2 separate regions of the Triticum aestivum genome follow, and region 2 is linked to region 1. The links are chromatin contacts, called in public Hi-C maps. All regions are on one chromosome and are shown on one strand. Each heading gives the region's core, a stretch centred on a gene start, on an enhancer-like site or on the middle of the called end of the contact. The rest is flanking DNA. Distances are from core to core; before and after follow the strand shown. Region 1 holds the start of LOC123165292. Region 2 holds the start of LOC123165436 (DNA polymerase zeta processivity subunit).

The links. A called contact is a pair of places that touch in the nucleus more often than the background predicts.
Region 2: a contact with region 1 is called in a Hi-C map of leaf, with 5 times the contacts expected there. The contact joins the promoter of LOC123165436 here to the promoter of LOC123165292 in region 1. A contact is called at or near these places in 2 of 5 Hi-C or Micro-C datasets (both in leaf).

The regions. Positions count from the first base shown.
Region 1 is chr7D:248,802,342-248,805,570 of IWGSC CS RefSeq v2.1, reverse strand. It overlaps LOC123165292, which reads right to left and starts at 1,633. Exons shown (of 5, transcript XM_044582919.1): 1 at 1,399-1,633; 2 at 1-67. The coding sequence starts at 56.
Region 2 is chr7D:249,290,232-249,293,460 of IWGSC CS RefSeq v2.1, reverse strand. LOC123165436 (DNA polymerase zeta processivity subunit) reads left to right here and starts at 1,748. Exons shown (of 6, transcript XM_044583074.1): 1 at 1,748-2,018.

The sequences.
Region 1 (3,229 bases), core at 384-2,883:
GGGGCGACAGCCGACAGGAGCGAAATGAGCAGCACAGCAGAGCCAGCCATTTTCATCTTGTCAGCAGCTGCAAAAGTCGAGTATCTATCAGAAGAAAGTAGCATCATGCAGAAAAAGAAGCAAACCAACATATGAAGAATCTTCTGTTATATTTGTCTGAAAAAAGGCCTTTTTTTTAAGAAAAGGAGGTTAAACCCCCGGCCTCTGCATAAAAAATAATAATAATAAAAGGCCTTTAATAGCAACAAGCATCTATGAACAACAAATTCAGCTAACACCTGAGGAAACAAATAACGGTAGAGCGTCGTACTTCTAACCGTTTTTGAGTGAACATATAACGGCAGAGGTGAACGTCTGTTGTTTGGTTCAGGTGTAACTTGTCTTGGGAAAGTAATAAAAGTGGGTATACAGTATAAACTTATGTTCATTGGCAGATTAATTAATTGAAGACAACCATGCCATCAACCTTTAGTAGCCACTGCTGAACCAAGCTGACTATTGAGTATCTTGTACGAGGAGTGTGAAAGCTCCCAGGTCAGGTATTCCATTGAGGAGCAAGGAAGCAACTATGGCTGAAAGTTTTACTAGGCATGTAGAGAAAGACAGCATCCACATGAATACTTGAGTAACTTGACAAGACAAAATTCAACCAATAAACAAGGAGCGTACGTACACCAGCTTGCTTCGTGGTAATCTCCCCTGTGCCAATTCGATAATACAGAAGACAGTAGCTTTCACAGGTGACCTATATATATAGTGTTCAATAAGCATCAAGAGTGATTTGATTGTCCACATAGAGATCGTCACTAACAAGGGGAACTGGATATGGTCAGGCAACAGAAACTCTGAACCTTTCCAACCACTAACGCTATTCTATTTTCTTTTAAATAATATATTACTGATAAAAGAAGGGCGCCCCTGTAAAACTGAGAGGTGCATCGAGACCCAATTCTTGACTTGAACAAGAAGCATCTATCTCCACATAGAAAGGCTTGATTCTCTTGGCCACCAGTAACCCATGTATGTATGTATGTATGTATGTATGTATGTATGTATGAGTCGCAAACAACCAGCAATAAATATACTACTACAAGAAGAGAAAACAGGTTTCTTCCTCTCTTTTGTTTTGATGAATCACAAACATTTTCTTGAAAGGCGAATCGCAGTCATAATCGGGACTGGGCCAAGAGGATATCTAAAGACGAAAAGGTTTCTCTGCCAGTGGATTGATTGATTGATTCAGCAAATTAAAGATACCACAGAAATTGAGAAACCAGAGGATTCTTCGCCGCCGCTGCCCTGGCCGATGGGACGGGCCGTGAATGCGCAGGAACCAAAGGGAAGAAGGGAGCAGAGCTAGAAGCAGAGGGAGGGGAAGAGGGAGAGGACGGCGCGTACCAGGAGGGAGAGGGACGGAAGAGGACCGAGGAGCGAACAGGAGGAGGCGGCTGCGCTGTGGGAGTCTGCACAGTTGGGGTGGTGGACGACGGGACTTATAGGGTGCGGGGCGAGGCCACGTGGCGTCGGGCGCTTACGGCAGCGCTTGCGTCGCTGCGTATGGTGATGATTTTTTTCTTGTTTGAGGGAATGGGGATGAAGTTACGCACGCGGGCGAGCCGGTTCACACTTTCTTCTTTCTTTCTAGAAGCTGTGACCATGCTGGACGGATAGTGTTTGGATTCTTTTTTGCAAATCTATTGTTTCTTACAGTACTATTTTGAGTAAATACAGTCGTGCTAAATTTGCATTTTAGTACTAGTACCAAAAAAGGAAATTCCTTCTAGAAACGGCAGACCACGATAGCAAATACTCACCGCCAGCGTTGAGGTGAGGTATGGAGAAAATAGACTGGGTATCGTATCGCTACCGGAGCTGGAGTACGTACACCGTACATGTATCTCCGTCCTAATTTATTGGTTCTTTTTGTATTTTGTGTTAATGATGCGAAGCATCCTACGATCATCCCCATATACTCCCTCCGTTCGAAACTACTTGTCGCAGAAATGGATGTATCTAGACGTATTTTTGTTCTAGATACATCCATTTTCGAGACAAATAATTCCGAACGGAGGGAGTACAATACGACTATTCCCCAAGCCCCAAGTGGACATACGACGAGTCCTCAAGCATACGCCATTGGACACAAGGTAAACCCGTTCCTAAATGTTTCCCCTTTCCATTCGTGCGAGACATGGTTGCTACCTCATACAAAGACACTACTTGTGCTTAGGTACCCAGAAGACCCTCTCGGAGATGTTCGGGGTCATGGACAAGTCCCCAAGCACAAGGATGAAGGAGCACGACGAGAGGAACCGGAGAAAGGCTACATGACCCGGATATCCGGCCCTGGCCCGGACATCCGGCCCCTGAAGATGTCAAGAACAGCAGCAGCCCAGCAACCGAAGTGCTACGGGGCCCGGACATCCGGCCCCTAGGCCCCAGACATCCGGCCCGACGTGAGCCGCCGGACATCCGGCCCCAGCCCGGAAATCTCGCATCCTTCACAGAACGCATCCACGCCAGCCCGGACATCCGGCCCGTCATGAAGCCCCGGACATCCGGCCCGACGCCCGGACATCCGCCCCCTGCCTGCATGCAGTGTATCTCGGCCGAGGCCCATGTACCCCTTCGCCCCTTAGACTATATATACTCCCCCTCCACCTACGTTTTAGGGTTAGCGTTGTGATAGCTCATTTGTGAGATAGAGCCTTGCTCATCCATACGGATCTACTCCTTGAGAGAGACCGCGGCCCCTCCACGGAGAAGATCCCCCTTGGATTCAAGACCCCCTCTTGGGTGGCCCCATCAAGACCTCCTCACGGAGAAGAACCGGTTACCCTTTGTATCGTCCTTTGTTGATCGTGGATCTTGTATCTCCTCTCGCGTTTCGAGGATCTAGCACATGTGTGACCGTATCTTGTTGGTTTGAGTGATTTTCTTGTGTTTTCCCTCATGTTTCCCCTCGTGTTCTTCGTGTTCTTAGTTGGGATTCACTCCTTTTGTGAAAGATCGGCCGTATAGGGTTCCACCCTACATCATCTTGGTATCATGAGCCACGTTGATCACGATTTCAGAGCCTCCCCTCTTCTTTTTCTAGCCTAGTTTTGTTGTGTCCTTCCCCAATTTCGAAAATCCCCACCAAAAATAGCCGCCCAATTTTTTTTGTGATTTGTTGGTGTGATGAAGTTTTGTTGGATTTAATCCATGGATTTGCTTTGTTACGAGTGGA
Region 2 (3,229 bases), core at 499-2,998, 490 kb before region 1:
CAAGCTCTCCGGAGCCGGTGCCACCGCCACCACCAGGTCGTCCAAGCTAGCCTATGTCGTCGCCCGTCAAACCCGTTAGGGGATAGCGACAACACGTCCGACAGACGGCGAAAGAAGCCATGTTTGCAGAGGTTGATGCGGCGGCGTAGGAATTTGATGGGGGCATCAACGACGACGGCGCCAACTCTGTGTCGGTCACGCACCGCCGCCGCCACGTCAGCGACGACGACACGTCCGCGGCGGCCGCCAACGAGAAAAAGTAGACCACGAGAGGCCACCGCCGCTTGGATCTCAGGAAGGCCACCGCGACCGCCTCGCTCGGTTATACAACCGGCGACTTGCCCGCTTCGCAGGGGCGTAGCCACGACGCCCGTCTTCCCCCACACAAAAGCCAATCGACGATCCGGGCTCCGCAGAGGTGAAGGCTATTATTTCTCTCCCGTTGAAGCATTTAGCTCTGGGGCTCACGACGATCGGATGAGCTTGCTGCCGGACATAGGAAAGACATGTCGTGGGAAATGAGATCCGCCGCGGCCGATGATAGACTAGGTTAGAATAGCATAGCCTAATCCGCTGTAGTTTAGTTGAAATATATCCGGAATATAAATGATTTCGTCCGCTGTAGTTTAGTTGAAATATATCCGAAATATAAATGATTTCGTCCAGTCTATATGAAAATCATCCTGTTTGCACGGATTATGTTCGGTTTATTGAAATCTGCCTTGAAATATACTCCTTCCGTCCGAAAATACTTGTCACAGAAATGAATGTATCTAAATGTATTTTTGTTATAGATACATTTATTTTCATTCATTTCTACTGACAAGTAATTTTTCGGAGAAAGGGAGTATGTGATTACGATGGAATGGTCGGCTCCCACGTCAATGTTCGCAAAATGCGTAGGTTCATCCCCACCGGTCAGACGGATGCAGTGTCCAGTTTAAAGTCCAACACTCTCATATCCTCTCAGGCCTCCTTTGGTTTAGAGAAATTGTGTAGGAATACCATAGGATAGGATTTTTATAGAAAAAAAAAATCCTTTAGAGCCCATAGAATTATATTTCTGTGGAGGAACTCTTCCTATCCTCCATATTTCATAGGAAAATAAAATATTAGCCTAGACCAAATAGAAAAAATTATATGATATGAATTAAATGACATCTCTTTTCTTATTTCTATTTATAGGATTTGAGATGCATGTCATCTCTGAGTTCTCATTCCCTGTTTTATTTCCCCCGAACCAAACAGTCTATAAAGACAATATTTTTTTATGGGAATAGCTTACCATCAACCGGCGGATTACAGCGGCTCCGTCCGCCACCTTCTGTGGATGACATGCGTCAAGTGAGGACCTATACCATCATTCATGCAATAGAGGCTATGCTTCTGAAATATATACGATATTGCAATGGTCTACTACGGGTTTATATTTTACAATAAAATCTCTCTTGCGAAAATTTTCTACAACCAAGACCTCAGTTGAATTATTATTTTTGCAACAAAACCTTGGTTACAAAAATGTTTTTGCAATAAAACAGTTGTTGCAAAAAAAATCTGCAACAATATCTGTGTTGCAGAAAGAATTCTGCAACAAGACCTATGTTGCAACGGTGGAGGCGAGCTGGGCTGGTCGATGCGGCAGATCTGACGGCCCGCGAAAGATCAGCCGGCGGACGCGTAGCGCGCTCTTTTTTTATTGACGAAATTAAGAAGAAACAGCCTTTGCTTTCTGGACGTTGGATCCTTCTCGGATGGTCCAGTTCTATAGCTACACTACCCTGTTCGTTTCGTCCTCCCTCAGCTCCACCCCTTTGCCTGGGCCGCATAAGCCTCCATCGTTCCCCGCCCTCCGCCGCCTCCAGTCAGCAGTCCCCCGCCTCCGACCAAGGCGCTCTCGCCGGCCGCCATCACCAGGCGAAGGGGCTCTCTTCTCCTCTACCAACTGGCGCGGCGCGAGGAACTAACCGTCAAGGCGTATTTCCTATTGGTGGTAAATAAGGGAGCCCTAGCTTTCCCAGGTTGTCGTTCGTCCCGTTTCTGGATTAGCTCCTTTCAATAGATTCGTTCAAATGTTCAATATCGTCGATCATTAGCTCATGTAGTTTAAAGTTTGTTAGTTCATTGTAGAAAGCCTTTTGGTAATTTTTGTTTCAATTTAATTTTAGTAATTTTTGTTCGTGTGAGTCGAGCTTGACCTTTGATATGCCTGTGTAAGTAAACCTGGGGTTAATTTTGGGGGGTGTTTTTTCGCCCTTTTTTGGCCCAGGGCGTCAGCTAATCCTGGCTACGCCGTTGCTAGTAGCAGTTGCTTCCATAAAGAAAAGAAATCGAATTCCCACACGAAACCCCGTGCCCGTAGTGATCCTTAGCAAATTGTGCAATTTCTTGTGAAGCTAACTTGGAGCGGTGGTCCTGATACTACCTGGGAAAGCAGTAGACGGCATGATCTGTTGTGCACTCCTCGTTATTCTTAGGCTATGTCCGCTTGATGTCTGTGATATCTCATGTTGAGCAATGGCGTGTCTGCTAGCATTTATTTTCGTTCCAGTTGGTTAGAGTTCAGGAGTTGAATAGGTGCTGATACTCTTGTCGGTGTGTTGTTTACATTCTCTGTGTGCAAAAATATAATCATGGTTTTGTTATTGCTGGTGGAAATGGAGAATTGCCCCTGTTCGAATAGAAAACAATGTCTTATGCCAGGTTCCTTTAATGTAGGTTGCAGTATTGGGTGACAGCTTCCTGTATCATCCGGTTGCTTCCCCGCGTGACAGCTACACTCCATTCTGCTCCGCTATCGGTCAGCTCCATTGAGAATCTAGATGTGCTTGTCTTCGCGAATGTTCGATGGGAAGACACGCTCCTTCTCCATTACCAGAAAGGCTTTCCCTGAAAGTAAATACGTCGTCCCTGTCCCAATCTCCCGCCTAGCCCACCGTCATCTCCCCCTTCTCCTATCCTATGCAACCGTCTCGGGTCTTTTGCTCAAGGTACCCTTGCTCCACTCTGTCCTTCGCTCACTCTCCACAGGTCCTGTCCCATCTCTCTCCCTCTCATTCCTCTCCCTACTCCACCGGTCTGGCTACATGCCCATCGATAACTACTCCCTTAGCGCTGCTCTTTCTACCGCCGCCCGCATGCCCTCCGTTGTTGTTGGTGCCCAGCTCCATACCCTTTCTGTGAAACTCGGCTTAAGTTCTGATACCTTTGTCCTTAATACTCTTATCAATAT